Regions from separate parts of the Mus musculus genome. Here region 2 is linked to region 1. Evidence: chromatin contacts called from public promoter capture Hi-C data. All regions are on one chromosome and are shown on one strand. Each heading gives the region's core, a stretch centred on a gene start, on an enhancer-like site or on the middle of the called end of the contact. The rest is flanking DNA. Distances are from core to core; before and after follow the strand shown.

Region 1 (5,171 bases), core at 579-3,078:
CCTTGGCTTCCTCTTACTAAATGTAAGCACAAGAAAATAATGCAAAGCTCATTAGGAAAGAGTTTTGGCCATCAATACAACAGATTTCTCCCTCATTGGGCTGTTAACAGTGAGCGAGTAAGTTTTCTTTTTTAGTCTCGAAAAAAACCAACAACAACAAAAACCAAACCAAACAAAAACAAAAACAAACAAACAAACAAAAACAGGAATTCTGGTACTGCTATGAGTAGATGGTGTCATCATCTAGCACTGGACTGGGACACAGGAGACCTTGGTTTGTCAGTTATCAGTTACTTACTGTTTACCTTCAGAGTAAGTGATGGATGAGCTCTCATCTTGAAATAGTAACAGCATAAACATCCTGATTATAAAACTAATGGTGCTATAACCCCATCTTTTTAAACTTATAATAAGATTGAACAGGACTAACAAGATTTCTCAGTGGGTAAAGGCACTTGTCACCAAATCTGATGACTTACTTGAGTTCAGTCTCTAACATCCACATGATGGGAAGGAGGGAATTGACTCCTGAAAATCATCCTCTGATTGCCACATGCACACTATGGCATGAGTGTATCCCCTAACACAGAGACCCATACGCACATAGATATGTACAAACACAGAAAGAGAGATGGGGAAAAGGAGAGGGAAAGAGGAAAATATAAAACAAACTTTAAAAAATGATTGAATACAGGGTGGCTGTGATTCACATGTATTACTCAAACACCTGAAATGATTATGAATTGTGCAATTGTGGAATACAGCACCTATTTTTAGTGGTTTCCAGGTTTGGGTATTAAAAATAACAGAGGTATAAACATTATTATACAAGCCTTTTCTCTTCTTAAAATGTTAAGGTTCACTTACTGTATGATAAAAGGCTTTAGGTAAAAGTAGTCAGAAGGGTTCTAAGAACTATTTATATACATGTAACCATTATTTTTTCTAAAAAAATATTGCACTATTCCTATGGCCTTCCTTCCTTCTTGTCCTCCATCCTTCACCCTTACTTCTTTTTAATACAATTTTACTCTGGTTAAGATCTCTAGTGATTCCAGTATCTTATAGAAGTACAGAGACTATACTCCTGTTCTGAAGGCAAAGGGAAGGGAAGTTGGCTACTGCTGACTTCATACCCACAAACTGAAACTTTTGAGTAATACCCACACCGTCTCCATAAAGAGAAGAAGAGTCTGGTTCTCCAGAAGGCTAGACCCCACCAACATTCTAGTGACAGGCCAAAAAAAGAAGTGACACAGGAGTGAGATGCAGACACCATCCCAGATGAAATTCAACGTCTTTATACCTAACCATGTCAATCTGGGCAAGCTTGTCTTAGTTCAGGTTTCCGTTGCTTTGAAGAGACACCATGACCAAGGCAGCAACTCTTACCAAGGACAACATTTAGTTGGGGCTGGCTTACTGGTTCTGAGGTTTAGTCCATGGTGGGAAGCATAGTAATGTCCAGGCAGGCATGGCTCTGGAGGAGCTGAGAGTTCTGTATCTTATTCTGAAGGCAAACAGAAGACTACTCTCTTCCAGGCAGCTAGGAGAAGGGTCTGAAAGCCCACCCCTACAGTGACACACTTCCTCCCACAAGGCCACACCTCTCCTAATAGTGCCACTCCCTGGGCCAAGCATCTATTCAGATGATTAAGTGACTTGTCTTCATTATTCTCTTAACTTGATGAATTTCACTGACTTGTTTTTAAATGTTAATCCAATCTTATGTTCCTTGTACAAATGCCTTACTCACAGTGAGGCAGAGCCAGATTCTGACTCCAAGCAGTCTGACTTTAGAATGTCCCCTCCCATAATGCCACACATTAGACTACATGAGTGATGAGTAGGCTTGACAGTGGATAAGAGGGAACTATGCTTGGGTGACCCTAGGATGATAGGGGTGTGTAGAAAACAGAATAGAATTTCCTAATCTGCTACAGCCTTCATCCTCCAAATTACTCTCTTAAATTACTAAATCTTTTCTTGAAGCGGCTCTGTTTTTGTTTTTGTTTTGATACAAGGTCTCACAGTGTAGACCAGATTGGCCTCAAACACAGAGATCCATCCACCTGCTTTTCTCTCTTGAGTGCTAGAATTAAAGGTGTGCATCGCCACATCTGATTTGGGAAGCTCTATATCCATACATCTACAGGTACACCCTGCTTTAATATTTACTTTAGCATTTCTTATATTGTGGATTTTCTGTAATAACTTTCTCAGCTTTAAAATATATAACAATATGTTTGCTTTTAGTATCTTAAAAAGAAATTTTCATTGGATATAGAAGTCTAGACTGATGGCATCACTTACTGTTGTCATAGTCTATGCATACTATGCTTTTATTTCCTCAACTGAACAATGAGAACAGTAAAATGCCTATGCTATTAAGATGTCTTGAGGAAATAAAATAACTCAAATAAAAGATTCAGCACCATGTCTTAAATCTAGTGAGTGTTCAAGGAACACTTGGAAGAAAAACAAAGATAAACCTACATGATATTGTGCTAGATACACAAGACAAAACCCCCAGATTCCAGAATCAAGGACCCTGAAGTATTTCTTATATATTGAGGTATTTTAAGGTATATTTTTTTCTCCTGCTTAATTGGTAGGACCACATTGCTCTAAGGTGTTGGGTGAAGTAAGGGAGGTTGAAGGAAAAAAGTGGGGAACAGAAGGTAAGAGAAAAAGAGAAACATATTAAATATGTATTTGCCTAAAATACACTGATAGAAGAACCAAATTCAAGCCAGGTGGGTCCAACTCCAGAATCTTAGGCTATAACCACAGAAGATGTCCAGTCAAGTCAAATATAATCAGTTGTCCAAGAATAGTCTCCATCAGCATCTCTGTGAAGTATCTGACTATAAACAGAAAATTCACCAATGAAGCTGAGAAATTTTGCTGAGGAAAGCAGCTTGGAGAGAAATGCTACATGCTATGGGATCTCAAACCAGGACTGCCTTGTCTCTGTAATTCTTCCAGCAAAGTCAGAGTTTCTGGTTTACTTCTTGTCTTTGTCTAGCCCTTTAACTCTGCAACTGAATCTTTTAGAGTCATGTTTATGTGTCCTATGTGTTTACAATGGAAATTTCTTTTCAGGGCCTCAGTTGACCCTGGTGCGGGTGTTGGCAAGTATCTTCTATCTCTATAGCAAGGATCCTAATAAAGAGACAATGACGAGTCAGATATAGCAAATGAAGGAAGATATGACTCCAGATTATTAATTATAACCTGGGTTCCAAGGGTAGAGAGGAAAAGGAAGATGGCCACAAAACTAACTTATTCAGAAAAGCATCCAAGAGCTAAGCCTGGGGCTAAAGCATGAGACAAAAGCTTCTTCTAAGTATCTTGCTTCTTCAGGAAAGTTTGTCTGACTCTTTCATCTTTTCCTCTCTGCTTACAGGGAAAGACAAGCAGAAATACTAATAGTTAACCAGAGGCATATCTGGAGAAAGGTAATGTAGGAGTTTTTATATGTTTGACAAGGAGAAAGCTACAGTAGCTTTTCCAGAGAGGGGTTAGGCCATGCTCCAAACTTCACCTCACAGGGTCCACTCAAGTCTGATATGGAATATCAAATACAATTTCCATACTATATTTTGAAATGAGTGAATAAAACATCCTCATCAGGTGAATAATGTCTGTATATTAAGTTCAGTTCAAAAAACTAGTGATTGTCAAAAAACATAAATAATATCCCATCTTTAGTAAACAGTATTATAACCAGAACAATTCCAGAACCCTCCAACATCTAGACATACCAAAAATGAAAAGATCAGTATTCATTCTAACTGGAGGTAAGCACTAGGAAACAGCAGCCGCAATCCTCTGTCCATGTTCCTGATACACCATAGAAGTGGGGACCACATAAAACAATGTTAAGAACCAGAAGCCCCAAGTTCCAGGTCTGCTGTGGAGTAGCTATGAGGCTGTGAGGGAATGATCTCTCTGTGTTCCAAGTTACTATCTACTAAATAGGTCTGGAGATGTACTAAAGTGCTCTAGAGATGGTAATTCTATGTAGATAGATACAGATAAAATAGGGGGAGAAAGCATTGATAGGTATCAGACTATTTTAAGTACTTTATAGCTATTCTCAACAACTCTGCAACACAAGTGTTATTATCCAAATCTTCCAGATGAGGAACTAGAGGTGATGGAACTTTACAAAGTCACAAAACTTATAAATGAAAGGGCTAGATGTTCAAAATAAGCAGTTTGGTTCCAGAATCTACAATCCTTACTTCTAAGTTCTGGTCCTGAGAATTCTACTACTGTGGGGTCTCTAATGGGATCTCATAATGTGCATTAATTAAAAAAAACCTTAATATAAAAATTAGAATGTTTCTTCCTGCCGATGTTATTTTATAAGCTGTAGTCAGGGCAAACTGTCACTGTCTTTACATGGGTATAATTGGTTGTCATCTCTGGTAATGCAGTTACCCAAATACAACTCTGAACAAATCACTTAAGGGCATTTCAGGAAAGAAGATGAATCTCTATAGATGTCAAGATTTTCTATTAAGATCAAGAAAGTACAATTAAAAGTATAAAGTACGGACTGGAAAGATGGCTCAGTGGTTAAGAGCACTGACTGCTCTTCCAGAGATCCTGAGTTCAATCCCCAGCAACCACATGGTGGCTCACAACCATCTGTAATGGAATCCGATGCCCTCTTCCGGTATGTCTGAAGACAGCTACAGTGTACTCAAATACATAAGATAAATAAATCTTTTTTTTAAAGTATAGAGTATGTGATTAACTTAGAAGAAACCTCTGAAGATTACAATGATCACCTAACCCTGGTGAGACAATTCAGTGATAAGGGCAATCTCTGCCAAGTCTGCAAACCTGAGTTTGATCCCTAGAGCCTACATAATAGACAAATCCTGTAAGTTGTCTTCTGACTTCCACATCCATGCTGCATGCTCCTCCACCTTAAAATAAATACACATGTTTTAAAGACATGTTATACTACCAATACTCCTCACAGCATAGAAGATTATTTATATAGATGAATATAAGCAGTAAGTCAAAAGGTGATTAAAAGATAGAATTGAATATTGTTGGCTCTGTACCCTGATTCAAGTGGCAAAGACTCCCTTTGTAAATTTTGTAAACCCTTAAGGCAAGAAAGTGGACAGACCCTAGCCTGAGGAGCTCCT
Region 2 (5,018 bases), core at 2,083-4,582, 220 kb before region 1:
ATGTATGCTGTCATGACATTAACCACTAACCAAATGGCTTCATGAAGACCCCTGATAGCTGCCTTCTAAAATGATGGGATCAGAAGTCCACATTACTAAAAAGCCAGAAACTGAAATAGCTAAGATCTAATCATTAAGGAACTAATCAAATAAAAACATATGAGATGGCCCTTTCCAGATTAAATGATTTGCTCAAAGAAATGTTAACAGATACAGTGGGTGGATCTTGACTAGACTGGATCATTAAAGGTAACAACTAAAGGGTTTTGGAGAAGGGCAATCTGGAAAGAATTTAATACCAAGTGTTTATTTGGAAATACAAAAGGTAAGATTACAATTACGTAGGAAAACACCACTCTTATGAGATGGAGATATGCTGGAGACTTTAGGAAAATTTAGATAAAATTTTAGATAAGGTATTACTATGTGCCCCAGGCTGGCCGAAAACCAATCTTTCTGCTTTGTGTGCCAAGTGCTGGGGACATGGGCATGTGCCATTATGCCTGGCTAAGATATTCATGTTTTCTTTCTCCCTCTCTCAGTCACTCTTTCTATTTTTCCCTCCTTTCTCTTGTGTGATAGGTTTTCATAATGCTGCCCTTTCTCAGTTGGTCTGGAGCTCTCAAGTGATCCTCCTGCCTCAGCATCCTGAGTAGCTTGGACTATAGGGGCAAGCAATCAAGCTTGGCTTATAAGGTAAAGTAACTGGGAGATGTGTGTGTCTGACTGTGTGTGTGTGTGTGTGTTTGTGTGTGTGTCTGTGGAAAGGCAAGTGTGTTCAAGCATGAATAGGTGAATGCAGGTTTGGTATTTAGAGACTAAGATAGTCAACTAGGACCGAAGTTGGAGAAGTGTTTTGATCAGGAAGTCCTTCTAGATTGGACTTAGCCCAGAGGATCAGCCTGCCCCTCTTCCATTCTGTGATCCAGGGTTGAGATATGGCTGTCTGGGCCTTGTTTCTGACAACAGCATCCTCCTGAGCCTAGCATCTGTGGCTGTCAAGTGGCAGGAAGGAGACTCCTGCTGTGCAGCCAAGGTGTGCTGAGCATGGGCAGAGAGAACCAATGGGACTTCTGGGGTAGAGGACAGCATATGGTCTTTGCCCAGAGTCAGTGTTTGTGGTAGGCTCTCCGAGGGAAGATGGTGGCGGCCAGGAAAACCATGACAGTTCAAACTGTGATAGTTACTCAACATGCTAATTTCTACTCCCCCCTCCCTCCCTCTCTCCTCTCTTTCTGTATTTCAAGACTGGGTTTGTCTGTGTAGCCCTGGCTGTCTTGGAACTCACTCTGTAGGCCAGGCTGGCTTTAAACTCAGAAATCCGCCTGCCTCTGTTGCCCAAGAGCTGCGATTAAAGGTGAGAGCCACCACTGCCTCATGAAATAGACACTCTCGTAGGCTTTATAGACCAGCATGACAGGCCCTTCCCTTCCTCTGCAACTTGACTTCTAGCCTCCCCTTGGCCAGGATTTTGAAGGAAAAATCTCATCAGGCTGCCAAGCCTCACCTGTAGCACCCACACCATCCTTTTTGACTCAAAGCACTTTATGCTCAGTACTTAGCACAGTACTTTATGCTCAGTACTTAGCACAGTTAACCTAAGTAGGAGCCTGGCTTCCCTGCTGAAGAAATCCCTTGCTATCCCCAGAAACTGGGGCTGGGCAGGGAGTAGGGAAGACATTTTTTTTTTTTTTTTTTAACTTTGTTTAGTTAGACCTATCTTCACCTTCCCGGACTTGTGCACCAACAGGACTATTTATGTCCCTGTTTTGGAGATAAACACTTTAAAACTTTTCATTTTGAAAATACTCCCTTGAATTTTCACTTTGGAATCAAATGTGTAGGACAATGTCTAATTGGCTGTCATGCTGCCAAGGCCATGGTGGCTTCCACTGTGCAGGGGAAGGGACAGAGCACCGGGTTCAAGTGAGTGACGACTGCCGATCACCTAGCAGCTTCCCAGCCTTACCCAGGGTGATCTCCAGGATAGGGCTTTGGCCCAGAGCTCTGCAGACTTCCCCTTCATCCTTTCACACCCAACAGCTGACGGCCACCTTGCCCTGTCCTATCTCTGAGAGGCCTACAGGCTGCTCCCCTCAGTTCACACAAGGGGCACTGGGATTTGTGCCCATCAGGGCGGGGTGGGGGTGGGCTGGAAGAAGAGACCACCCAACCTGAGGCATTTCCTTGCTTGCACAGAAATGCTTTGTTGAAGATGGTCCCAACACCATCCCTCAACCGCAGGCAGAACTTTCCCTAGCCACCCTGGCTCATCTTGTGGTTTTCCTCAGGCACCCACACCTCCTTTCAGCTTTCTCTTCCTGTGGCCTTCCCACTCCTCCCAACAGTGATAACTGTAAACAAAGGGCTTTCAAATAGCTCCAGCCTGAAGACACCATAGAAGGGTTGCCTTGTAGCTGGGCATTGAAAGTGCTAGGGCACAGGTCCTGGAGCACAACTTTGGATGGGTGGGGCATTGGATTGCCTTGTAGCTGGGCATTGAAAGTGCTAGGGCACAGGTCCTGGAGCACAACTTTGGATGGGTGGGGCATTGGGTTGCCTTGTAGCTGGGCATTGAAAGTGCTAGGGCACAGGTCCTGGAGCACAACTTTGGATGGGTGGGGCATCACAATGCTTGCTTCTTTCCTGTCACCCCAGACCAAACCTCTGTTTCCCCTGTGGGCAGAGAAAGGCAGGGTCTTTGAAGGCTTTTGGGGGCAAGTCACTTATCAGGTGTGTTGCTCAACTGGAAACAGTTATCACGGTGAGGCCTTGGCGGGATGTGAGTAGAATGAGTATGTGTGTGACGCACTGAGCTCCAGGGATGGGCTCTTTATTTCTAGTCACATGGAAAGAATGGTGCTGTGTACATCCACACGCCCTGGGTTCACTAGAGCTGGGAGGGGTCCCTGTCATCCCTGTGGTCCGCCTCGCGCTCGCCCACCTAACCCAGCACCCACTCCTCAGCTCTGGAACCGGTCCCTTCTGATCAAACAAGAGGTCCCCTTCTCACCTAGAGACTCGGCTCCTCTTCCTAACCCACCAAAGGCTCCTCCCACAGCGCATCCCTTTCTCCAGCCCCGCCCCTCAGGTGGTTCGGTCTACCCCCTCACCCCGAAACGCGCCCCTCCCCCGCGGCCACGGGCGGGGCTACCCCATTTCACAGATGAGAACAGCGAGGCTGCGACAGATGACCTTTCACGGCAGGACAGGTGCCCGGAAAGACATGTATGCGTCCGCTGGGTCCAGAGCCCTCCCCGAAACCCCTGCGCACCGCACCCACCTCCTGCCCTCGCTCGGCAGCCTCCCCTCCAGCCAGCGCAGCTTCGCTAGGGGGTGGGCCGGGCTGGGGCAGGGGCGGGTCGTCCCGGGCCGCGCGCTGGCCGCCGGGACTTGTAGTCCCCTCTGCGTTCCTTCCTGTGCCGCGTGCCGGGCCCGGACTCCACCTCCCAGGAGGCTACGCGGAGAGCCAGCCCCCTACTGGCCCGCCCCGCCGGCACTGGGACCAGCTGGCCTTAAAGGGGACGCGGCCCGACTGGGAGCTCGCAGGGTAACCCCCGCTGTGGCTCCGCCCCGTTTCCCCGCACCTCACCCCTCTCCCAGTTCCGTCCCGCAGCTCTGAGACCGCGCAGTTGCACTGCCCAGGTCCATCTAGGGTTGTGCGGAGCGGGGTGGGTGGAGTTGGACATCACAAAGTAGCAGCAGCATCCCTGCGGTCTGGGACCCCTCGGTAGGGGAGCGGAGGACCCGCCCTGACCTCGACTGGCCCAGCCTAGTCTAGTCCGGCCCATGCGCCCCGCCCAGGAGTGGGTTCTAAGGTAAGGCCCTCTGAAGTCTAGGAGTTAAGGGGGCTTTGGGTGTTTGAGTGCTCATGTCGGGGGGCGGGGGCAGTGTCTGCACTCTTGACATTTCGAGTGCTCCTTACTTATCTTTAGGACTCTGAGAGCACGAGATTGGAAGGTGGGGGATCTAGGTGCTTCTGGGCCTTTGCTGTGTGACCTTGGCCTTCTAACTGCCCCTCTCTGAGCCTTAACCATCTCCTTCATCAACTGAGTAGTTCCAGCTTCTGTACCTCTCAGTCCTGAGAGCAGCCACAACTAGAACCATGACGCCTGGCAATCTTTTTGCGGAGAACCCCCAGTCTGGGCTAAACAGGCGTAAGGAAGGAAGAGAGGGGGCCCAACTGGAGTAGACACTGAGGATCCAGAGGCAGTCTGATCATCTTTGTCCTGGAGTCCGGGGGCCTTGACATCGCTTGCAGATTGCAGAACTGAAGCTTAAGCGCCTGTCCTCCCTCAGAGAAAGTCTGGGCTGGGAGTGGGGGCTGGGTTAGCAGAGGTTAGTGAGTGGTGGCTCTGTAATCAGGGGCGAGTGTGGACAGTCCCAGAGGGGACTTCTCTTCATCTTCTCTTCCATCTCTCTAATTCCTCTTCAGTAACAGGGTTGTTCTTGCCTGTCACTAGCAAAGCCCTCACTCCTGTCTTTCCAGGACCCAGCCTGGGGCTGGTCGAGGCCTCCTAGGGGGAAGGGTGCCATGCTAGGGTTGCCTTGGTAAGACACTGAGTTAAAACACATTCTGCTGCCAAGAGACCCGAGTGAACCCTGGCGTCCATAGGAGTCAGGGTGTGGGGGCATGAATGTGAGGGGCTGAGAGGACAGCAGATGAACCCCCTCCTCCCCAACGCAGGGCAGGGACCTGCAGACCCTCCCTCCTCCCCTTTGAGGAGATCTGGGAACAGCAGATCCAGGGGCTAACCAGGAGCTGGGGTTTCTTATTGTTTTTTCTGCCTTGTTTGTATGGGCCATTTCTGGAATGGCTGAGTCTTCTTTGGCCTCTGTGAGGTATCTCGCAGATGTTCAAGGGTCATGGATATTAGAGTCCAGGCCCAGGCTGAGGAGGGACAGGGACTGGCCTCAAGGTAACTCTGTCTCTGGATACTACTTTTCTGGTCACATCTTTGATTTTTATCTCGTTTTGTTACCAAATGTCTCTCATCAATATCTAGGCACACCTAGAT

What was found. Promoter capture Hi-C pulls out the DNA fragments that hold promoters and counts their contacts.
Region 2: a contact with region 1 is called in a promoter capture Hi-C map of neutrophils. The contact joins the promoter of Kctd21 here to the enhancer-like site in region 1. A contact is called at or near these places in 7 of 39 promoter capture datasets (the C10 cell line, the HPC-7 cell line, epiblast stem cells and 4 more), 4 of 115 datasets of contacts at active chromatin or transcription factors (bone marrow-derived macrophages, fetal liver, microglia and 1 more) and 1 of 9 other capture datasets (adipose tissue).

What each region holds. Positions count from the first base shown.
Region 1 is chr7:97,104,323-97,109,493 of GRCm38.p6, reverse strand. All of the region lies in intron 1 of Gab2 (growth factor receptor bound protein 2-associated protein 2), which reads right to left. Among named protein-coding and RNA genes, the nearest start is that of Gab2, 25 kb to the right of the region's middle. Within about 2 kb of position 1,828, at least 16 of the 459 cell types and tissues checked have an H3K27ac peak or open chromatin away from gene starts, as enhancers often do. A contact at or near this core is called in bone marrow-derived macrophages, microglia and neutrophils, where this site is marked.
Region 2 is chr7:97,330,637-97,335,654 of GRCm38.p6, reverse strand. It overlaps Kctd21 (potassium channel tetramerisation domain containing 21), which reads right to left and starts at 3,332. Exons shown (of 2, transcript NM_001039039.3): 1 at 3,284-3,332. It overlaps Usp35 (ubiquitin specific peptidase 35), which reads left to right and starts at 3,546. Exons shown (of 11, transcript NM_001177412.2): 1 at 3,546-3,818.